3 separate regions of the Mus musculus genome follow, and all the other regions are linked to region 1. The links are chromatin contacts, called in public Hi-C maps. All regions are on one chromosome and are shown on one strand. Each heading gives the region's core, a stretch centred on a gene start, on an enhancer-like site or on the middle of the called end of the contact. The rest is flanking DNA. Distances are from core to core; before and after follow the strand shown.

Region 1 (2,584 bases), core at 23-2,522:
AGAAACTGCTTCTAGTGACCAGAATTAAGAATATCATCAGGGCCAAAGCAGAGATTTCCCTGCTCCACTATAACCTATCTACTTAGTGCCTCCACTAAAGGGCTTGATTTTTTATTTTTATCCTGTTACTATAAAACTTCAGGAAGCTATTATTGTGTTGGAACATGGAATTTGAGGGTAATCATGAGGCCAGTTTTTTTTTTTTTCCTTCTTTGCTTGCCAGTTATAGCAGGTATAGTTTCATGGTGTATGCTCTATCTTAACCAAGTATGTGTACTGAAAGTTGGCAAAGTATTTAAGACTCGCCTGTGAGAGATCCGTTTTTCTGTCTTCCCTCCATATCCTGTTGGAGGTGGTTCTGTAATTTAACGAACTCTAGTTGCTAAAAAAAAAAAAAATTAATTCATTTGTGTGCGTGATGTGTTTGTCTGAAGGTATGCATGTATGCCATGTGCCCATGTGATACAACGAGACGATTCTGTTTCCATCTTACATATCCAGGGAGAAGCTCAAATCTTCAGCCTTTCCTGGCAAGTGTTGCTACTTGTTTAGGGATCTCTCTGAACCTAAAGGATTGATTCTATTTCCTGATCTCTGTACTCAGCGTTACGCATCATAGTTTAAACTAGCTGTTTTCTTGTTCACCTCTACATATTTGGCCTCCAGCTCAGGTCTGATACAAGTTCAACCAATGCTTCAGTAAGTTCAGTAAATTCAGATGTCATCTGAGCCTTATTGTTATGTGTGTGTGGAGAGGGGCCAGAGGGGAATGTCTGAGAGAAAGTAAGAATAGTTAGCAGCAATTCCCTATGGTCAAAGAGCCTACCTCAAAGGTGAGGTGCACTGTGGAGTCCAAAGGTGGGGTCCTAGCAGAGTCAGGCAGAAAGATGTTGGCATAAACCTACACTAACCTTTTGCAACCAGCTGTCCTTTCCTTGTGGTTTTAACTGTCCTGGGGCGGAGTGGACCTCCCACCTTACCTACAGGAACCTCAGTGAGAATGTCTCCGTGGCTAGAAACTTCAGGAAGACCCAGTGATGGGTCCATCCGTATCCATCCCCCAGCTCCCAAACCCGGTGTCCTATAAAAACCTTCCCAGAACTATCAAGGTGAGACAAGATGGTCTCTTCCGAGAGAGGAGACATCAGGCCGTCTTCTCACCCAGCCCCGCTGTCTCCGCGTCCCGCAGCGCGCTCCACAGACTTTGCAGGCTCCGAGCCCACGAGCGCGCGCCCGTGAGGTGGATCGGGGGCGCGCGGCGAGGGCGGCCTGGCACGTCCTCGAGCTCCGCCGGCTTGCCGCGCGTCCTTCTGCCGGCTTCAGCTCGTATCCCCGGAGTCCACCCGCCCGTCCCGGGGTGCGGACTGGCCCTGAGCTGGCCGTACAGCCCGGCTTCGGACGGTCCTCGCTGGAGCCATGGGCCGCCGGCTCGGCAGGGTGGCGGCGCTGCTGCTCGGGCTGCTAGTGGAGGTAGGGCCGCCGGTTCCCCGCGCCTTCGGGAGAAGGGACGCGGGAAGGGCATTGCGGAGCTCGCGAGTCTGCGGTGTGGGGCGGCGGAGGGGTCTGATGCCGGGACCCCCTGTCCTCCCTGCGCGCCTCCTCCTCCTGTCGGCGCCCCGTTTCCCTCTCGCTGCTTGCTCGGGCTTGCGTCCCCGGGAGGGACCTTTGTGCGTGTCCACACGCGCTCCCTGTCTCTCGGGGCCTGGGGCGGCGCCTCCCGCAGCTGGTAGGAGGGACAGGGACATTTCTGCCTTTGGAGATGAAGTGCAGGCTTTTAGAGGCGAGGAGAAAAATCCCACGGGGAGCTTGGGTGGTTGGTGTACTGTTGTGAAGCCGCGGAAACTTGATGGTGGGTGGAAGCACCGCCGAGGTACAGCCAGGGTTAGAGCGGGGCTGCGGTCGACTGAACTGCGACATCCTGTGACGCGAACCACCCTTCCTGCTCCAGCGGGTTCATTCAAAGGCAAAAGAGTGGATGTGTAAAATCTGGTGTGTAAAATATGGATTGGGGTTTGGAGGTTTGTTCATACCTCCACAGCTTCAGTATTTTGAAAGATTTTTGTATTAATAAAGTCAGTTTAAGTGGGTAAGGATGCCCCTCTGACTATCACTGTCCTGCCTCAGAAAACTGTAAACTTCCTTGGTTGGGGAGTCAGCGGTGCTTGGAAAGATTCTCATTTATGCTGGAGGAAAAGTCTTTCTTTCCAGGAGAGTTAAGGGAACAGTTTCTCCAAGCTCTAAGTTCGGATCAGAGCAAAGATTGCTCGTTTTTCTTTGAAATACCTCTTTTTTCTTTTCTTTCTGTTTCTCTCGCTCACTCTCTCTCTTTCCTTTCTTCTTCTTCTTCTTCTTCTTCTTCTTCTTCTTCTTCTTCTTCTTCTTCTTCTTCTTCTTCTTCTCCTTCTCCTTCTCCTTCTCCTTCTCCTTCTCCTTCTCCTTCTCCTTCTCCTTCTCCTTCTCCTTCTCCTTCTCCTTCTCCTTCTCCTTCTCCTTCCTCCTCCTCCTCCTCCTCCTCCTCCTCCTCCTCCTCCTCTTCTTCTTCTTCTTCTTCTTTTTTAACATTTAACGTTTTTGAGAAGTGCCA
Region 2 (2,584 bases), core at 41-2,540, 60 kb after region 1:
AATTAATTTCTTAATTCTTTTCTCGTATATCACATCCCAACTGCAGTTTCCCCTCCCTCCTCTCCACCCAGTCCTTGCCCCTCTCTCTCAGGCCTACACCTCCTCTGTTTCCCTTCAGATAAGAACAGGCCACCCAGGGACATCAACCAAACATGGCATAACAAGTTACAGTAAGACTAGGTACTACCCCTGTATTAAGGCTGGACAAGGCAACCCAGTAGGAGGAAGAGGGTCCCAAAAGCAGGCAGAAGAGTCAGAGACAGGCTCTGCCCCCCCCCTGTTGGGAGCCCCACAAAGAAAAGGCCCACCTTGTTTGTTGGTTCAGTCTCTGTGAGTCCCTATGAGCCCTGCTTAGTTGATTCAGTGGGCCTTGTTCTTATGGTGTCCTTGACCCCTCTGGCTCCTATAAACATTTCTCTCCCTCTTCTCTGGGGTTCCTCTGGCACTCTCTGATCTTTGGCAGTGAGTATCTGTATCTGTTCCTATCAGTTGCTGGATGAAGTTTCTGATTGTGCTGGGCTCCAGTATTGTGGTTTGGAAGAGAATGCATTTAAGAGGCCCTGCCACCTGTAAAATCTTAAGCTGAGAGTTTGTTTGTTTATTTGGTTTGTTTTTATTTACAGTCCAAAAGCTGCCTCCCCTCCTGGTCCCCCTCACAGATTTTCCCCCTTCTCCCTCCCCCTATCTTCTGAGAGGGTGTCCCCTTGCCAGGTATCTCTCCAGCCCGGGGCATCAAGTCTCTACAAGGTTAGTAGAATCCTCTCCCACTGGGGCCAAACAGAGCAGCCCTGTTGGGGAAGGTTTGAATTAAGTTGTCACATTTTGGAACTGTGGCTGTTTGTATCCTTCATTAACATTGTGAAGCACATGTTGCCAAATGGAAAGGAAGAGGTTCCCATACCTCTCCTGGAATGGATCCAGGCCACAGGGTCTTGTGTCATTGCTGCCAGTCACCAGGACATTGCAGAATGGAGAACTTCCCCCCATTAAAAGAGGAATTGAAAAGGCAAACTAAAATAAAGAAACTGGATTACTTCTGACTTCATTTACAAAATGAAAACAACTTCTCCCAGTCAGTCCTTGGAAAGCTTGCCATCTATGCTGCACAACAGAAGAGACTGCAGTGTGTGACCTGCATAAGGGTCAGAATCCTTTAAAAATGACTTTCTCATTAATTGCCACAACTCTTGCCCAGGCAACATGCAGTTCATTTTCCTGGCCTTTTGTCGGCTCCCCTTTTAGGAGTAAGTCCTGAGGCTAATTTTTCAATAAGGAATAGATCTGTTACTGTGTGATACCAAAGCCACAAGTTGGCCTCCTGCCAAGTGACTCTGTCCTGTGCTTGCTTCTGAAGTGTAAGGTACAGTGTCGATTTTCATCTAGGAGAGAAAAGGTCCATCTGGCAGGGTAACCAGCATCTAAGCCTTTTCTCATGCTGAAGACCAGAGAGCCAGGCCTGTTAGGGTGACCAGCAGCGTCAACTGAGAAAGTGAATCTATGCATATCCCACCTGTCTACACGTTTCCCAAAGTACACAGATATGTATTGTGGGACTTAACACTGAAGGCAAGATAATTAGCTCTAAGAGGCAAGTCCAGCTGGGCCTGGTGGCACTGACCTGTAGTCTCAGCTCCCTAGGAGGCTAAGGCAGGTGAGTTCTATGTTCAAAACCTGCTTGGAATACAGAATGCATTCATGTCAGCTTGAGTAAGGTAATGAGACTCTACCTGAAAGTTAAAAAAAAAGGTAAAATGGGCCGAGGATATAGGACTGTACTTGTAAAGATGGGGAAAGAGTGGAAAGGGAGAGTGGGGGGAAGACAGAGACAGTCACACAGACAGATAGACAGACAGACACATACAGAGAGAGACAGATAGACACAGAGAGAGGACGGGGAGGGAGGGGGAAAGAGAGAGACAGAGAGACAGAGAGAGAGAGAACCCTTTGTGATTCCTGCATTCTTGCTGATGAGTTTCTTGGCTTCTCCAGACCTCTGAACCCATTTCCTGAGTCCGGCCAGAGCCAACTCTGGCATGTCTTCACTGAGCTTGCTGTTCTCTAGGTCTCTTCACCTGTGCCATTCTTCTCACAAGACTTCCTATTCTCCCTCTTCCTGTCTTTTAGAACCTACCTCAAATATAGCTGAAAGAGAATACTTGTTCTTTATTTGAGGGGGAGCTTTTTGAGACAGGGTTTCTCTATAATACTGTCCTGGTACTCACTCTGTAGAACAGATCTCGAACTCAGAGATCCACCTGCCTTTGCCTCCTAAGTGCTGAGATTGCTACCACCACTAGACTTATTTGTTCGTTCTTATCTACAATTGATATCTTAGTGTATATCTCCCAGTGCAGTGACTTATACACTTAAAGTAAAATGATGAATTTTGATACACGTAATATATCACACAGGTCTATTCTTCCAGTCTTCATTTTTCTTGTCATTTGTTATGAATAAAGAGTTGTATACATTTGCCATTCAGTTTTCACCGCTTCTATTAAAACTGCAGTTCACTGAGGTATGGGGAAGGGCCTTACCTACTGTCTTAGGATTTCTACTGCTGGGATAAAACACTGTGACTTAA
Region 3 (2,584 bases), core at 29-2,528, 39 kb after region 1:
TATGTGTCTTTTGTCTGTATATGTTTGTCCCTAGCAAAGGGCTTCACTCTGTGTTTATTAAACAGCGCAGAAAGTATCACAGTGGGAAGGAATGAGTTACTTTACAGAAATCTTTAATAAAGGTTTTAAAAGGGATTAAACCACTGACTCCAATGGATCCCAACTCATCCAAATAACAAAAGTGATTGTTTTATCAACAAATAACCTTAAATGAATGCTTTCCACTTTTATGGTTGATTTGAGGACATTCAACTTCTGTATTGGCTGCTTTCAGCAAGTGATATAAATACGTTCTAATGAGTTAAGATCATGGAGGAATAAATAATTAAGATTGTAGTTATGCCTTAGCCTTAGGTTGTAAAAGCTGATGTCATGGGCAGTCCAAAGCAAGTAAGATTGGTCCTTACATTGTTCTTAAAGGCAAATTAGTTTGAGTACAGATTAGATTGGTCTTAAATTGTGACTCCAAGATGTATTATTAATTTCTCTATGAGCTCCAGCAAAAGATCTATTCTCTTAGAATGTAAGAGATATTTGTATAATGTTGCATCTCTGCAACTGAGAAAAAGTGATAATTTAAAAAGAGTAAGAGAAATTTCTGAGGATGAGAGAGGTTTCAAAGTATTCCATTGTCTAAGGAAGTTTTTATGGCCATGGAAGAAAGTGTAGAAAGGCTGATGTAATTGCTATTGAAATTGATGAATTCTCTGGGGTCTCTTGAGCTAAACTAATGGATCAGTCACATGATTTATGCCAATCTCCCTGGTCCAGGAAATGATCAAGTTCATGTACTGCTCAGTGAAGAAGCCTTTTAGGTGTTCTCTTACACCCCTGCCTAGCTAGTGATTGAGTCTTCTTGACTGAACACAAATGATTTAAAATAGTAAGTACCCCATTGTCCTGTAAGTGGAAAAGGTTTTACCCCAGCCTGGTCTTGGTGCTTGGCTTTCCTCTCTTCTCTTGGAATGCTGAGTAAACTTTAAGATCAATGCAGTAATAGACCACTGGATGCTCAGCCATTACCTTGGAGCTGAAGCATTTCAGAGGGTTTTTTTAATGTTTGAGCCACATCTTTGTTTGCCATACTGAGGGGCAGAAACAGAAGGATTCAGATGTAAATGTATTTAAATGAAAGAACCTGAGGATGCCTCTTTGAAAACTTATTAATGGAAGGGAAGCCGTACCCAGAAGGAAAAGCATGGAAAGGAATATAGGATGGACAGATAGTCTTGTCTCTGGCTTGTCTAGCACCTGACAAAACCCATTCTTCCCAGTACTGCTCTTGTCTGTCAGTTTAATCCAGGCCATTAATGAGCTCCAAATCCCAGGTCCCACCGTTAAACAGTGAAACAGTGAAGCTGCTTTTCAAGAAATTAGTTGTCCTGTGTTATGAACAATGCTGAATGCGTAAATTATCACCCCTTGGTGTCACATTGCACTGAATAGCTTTCCCTAGATAGACATGAACTCATCCCAGATAGGATGCTAGCTAATAGCCAACCATAGAAACTGCTTTACTCAAATGTAGCTTAGTGAGCCCATAAATCTTTGGGCTATGTATAGGAGTATAAGTCACTTTAAGGGATTCGTGCCCTTGGAAAGCTCACCCAGCATGGGGGATAACTCATTGTAGCTCTGGGGCTCCCTAAGTGGCTCAATGCCCACTTGGTGAGTAGAAACATTTTTTCCTTAGCAATTGCTTGTTGATGCCTTGAGAATATTGTAGGCTTCAGATATCAGAGACTTGAAAGTTTTGTTTACTTCTTGAGTCTTTTGACCCTCTCTTATCCCTATAACAGGGAATGTTTCAGTTGAAAAGATACAACACAGCTAACAGAAAGCCCAGAAACAAGCTTCTTTGAGCCAGTGCCCAATAGAGTCACTTTACCTGCCCTCTCAAATAGAAGGTACCAGTGTGAGAGCTAGACAGAGTACCGATCATGGCTCCATTGTGACTCTGGTCCTGATACATATAGGTCTGTGGTCATCTGAACAAGACATATCGGCTCATATATTTAACTCTTGGTCCTAGGTGGCTGCCTGTTTATGGAATCTTAGGAGGTGTAAATTTAGTGGAGGAAGTCTGTCATTGGAACTGAGCTTTGGGGGTTTATGGCCTCGCCCTACTCCCTGTTCTTTCTGCTTCCTATGAGTGTGTGGAAGTATGATCAGCCAGCTTCTGCCTCTGTCTCCATGCTTGCCCTGTCTGCTGCCATACCTTCCCCACCATGATGAACACTAAGCCACGTAAAACCTTTCTTCTTTAAGTTGCCTTTAGTCATGGTATTTTATCACAGTCCCATGAGAGTAACCAAAACAGGGTTTCTCCCACCCTGGAGGTGTGCAAGGAGGTGAAGGATGTGGAGCAAAGCTCTTGTTCCAGTGTAGTTCCCCACTCCCTCTACCCCTTGCTTTCTAAAACCCTGTTCTCTGTGGTTGATCAGGTAGCTGAGTGTAGCATTTGATTGCCTGTCAGATGAGGCTTAGGGAGTCTGCTGTGGAGAAATAACACTTATAAATTACCCAACCTGTGCTGTTTTCTTAAACATCTTGCCTAGAAACAGCAGTGCAGGGAAAGACTAAG

Evidence for each region. A called contact is a pair of places that touch in the nucleus more often than the background predicts.
Region 2: a Hi-C map of the G1E-ER4 cell line shows a contact between it and region 1, with 3 times the contacts expected there. The contact joins the enhancer-like site here to the promoter of Vopp1 in region 1. A contact is called at or near these places in 6 of 39 promoter capture datasets (the HPC-7 cell line, embryonic stem cells, fetal liver and 2 more), 26 of 484 Hi-C or Micro-C datasets (the AML12 cell line, CD8 T cells, the G1E-ER4 cell line and 19 more), 5 of 115 datasets of contacts at active chromatin or transcription factors (CD8 T cells, bone marrow-derived dendritic cells, embryonic stem cells and 2 more) and 4 of 9 other capture datasets (adipose tissue, embryonic stem cells, liver and 1 more).
Region 3: a contact with region 1 is called in a Hi-C map of rod photoreceptor, with 1.8 times the contacts expected there. The contact joins the enhancer-like site here to the promoter of Vopp1 in region 1. A contact is called at or near these places in 6 of 39 promoter capture datasets (the HPC-7 cell line, embryonic stem cells, fetal liver and 2 more), 1 of 15 datasets of contacts at CTCF or cohesin (CD8 T cells), 7 of 484 Hi-C or Micro-C datasets (CD4 T cells, CD8 T cells, cerebral cortex and 4 more), 4 of 115 datasets of contacts at active chromatin or transcription factors (CD8 T cells, bone marrow-derived dendritic cells, embryonic stem cells and 1 more) and 4 of 9 other capture datasets (adipose tissue, embryonic stem cells, liver and 1 more).

Annotation. Positions count from the first base shown.
Region 1 is chr6:57,823,813-57,826,396 of GRCm38.p6, reverse strand. It overlaps Vopp1 (vesicular, overexpressed in cancer, prosurvival protein 1), which reads left to right and starts at 1,272. Exons shown (of 5, transcript NM_146168.1): 1 at 1,272-1,470. The coding sequence starts at 1,417.
Region 2 is chr6:57,764,022-57,766,605 of GRCm38.p6, reverse strand. The region is part of intron 3 of Vopp1 (vesicular, overexpressed in cancer, prosurvival protein 1); the gene reads left to right. Among named protein-coding and RNA genes, the nearest start is that of Vopp1, 60 kb to the left of the region's middle. Within about 2 kb of position 1,290, at least 71 of the 459 cell types and tissues checked have an H3K27ac peak or open chromatin away from gene starts, as enhancers often do. A contact at or near this core is called in the G1E-ER4 cell line, the HPC-5 cell line, adipose tissue and 11 more, where this site is marked.
Region 3 is chr6:57,784,460-57,787,043 of GRCm38.p6, reverse strand. All of the region lies in intron 2 of Vopp1 (vesicular, overexpressed in cancer, prosurvival protein 1), which reads left to right. Among named protein-coding and RNA genes, the nearest start is that of Vopp1, 39 kb to the left of the region's middle. Within about 2 kb of position 1,278, at least 8 of the 459 cell types and tissues checked have an H3K27ac peak or open chromatin away from gene starts, as enhancers often do. A contact at or near this core is called in rod photoreceptor, where this site is marked.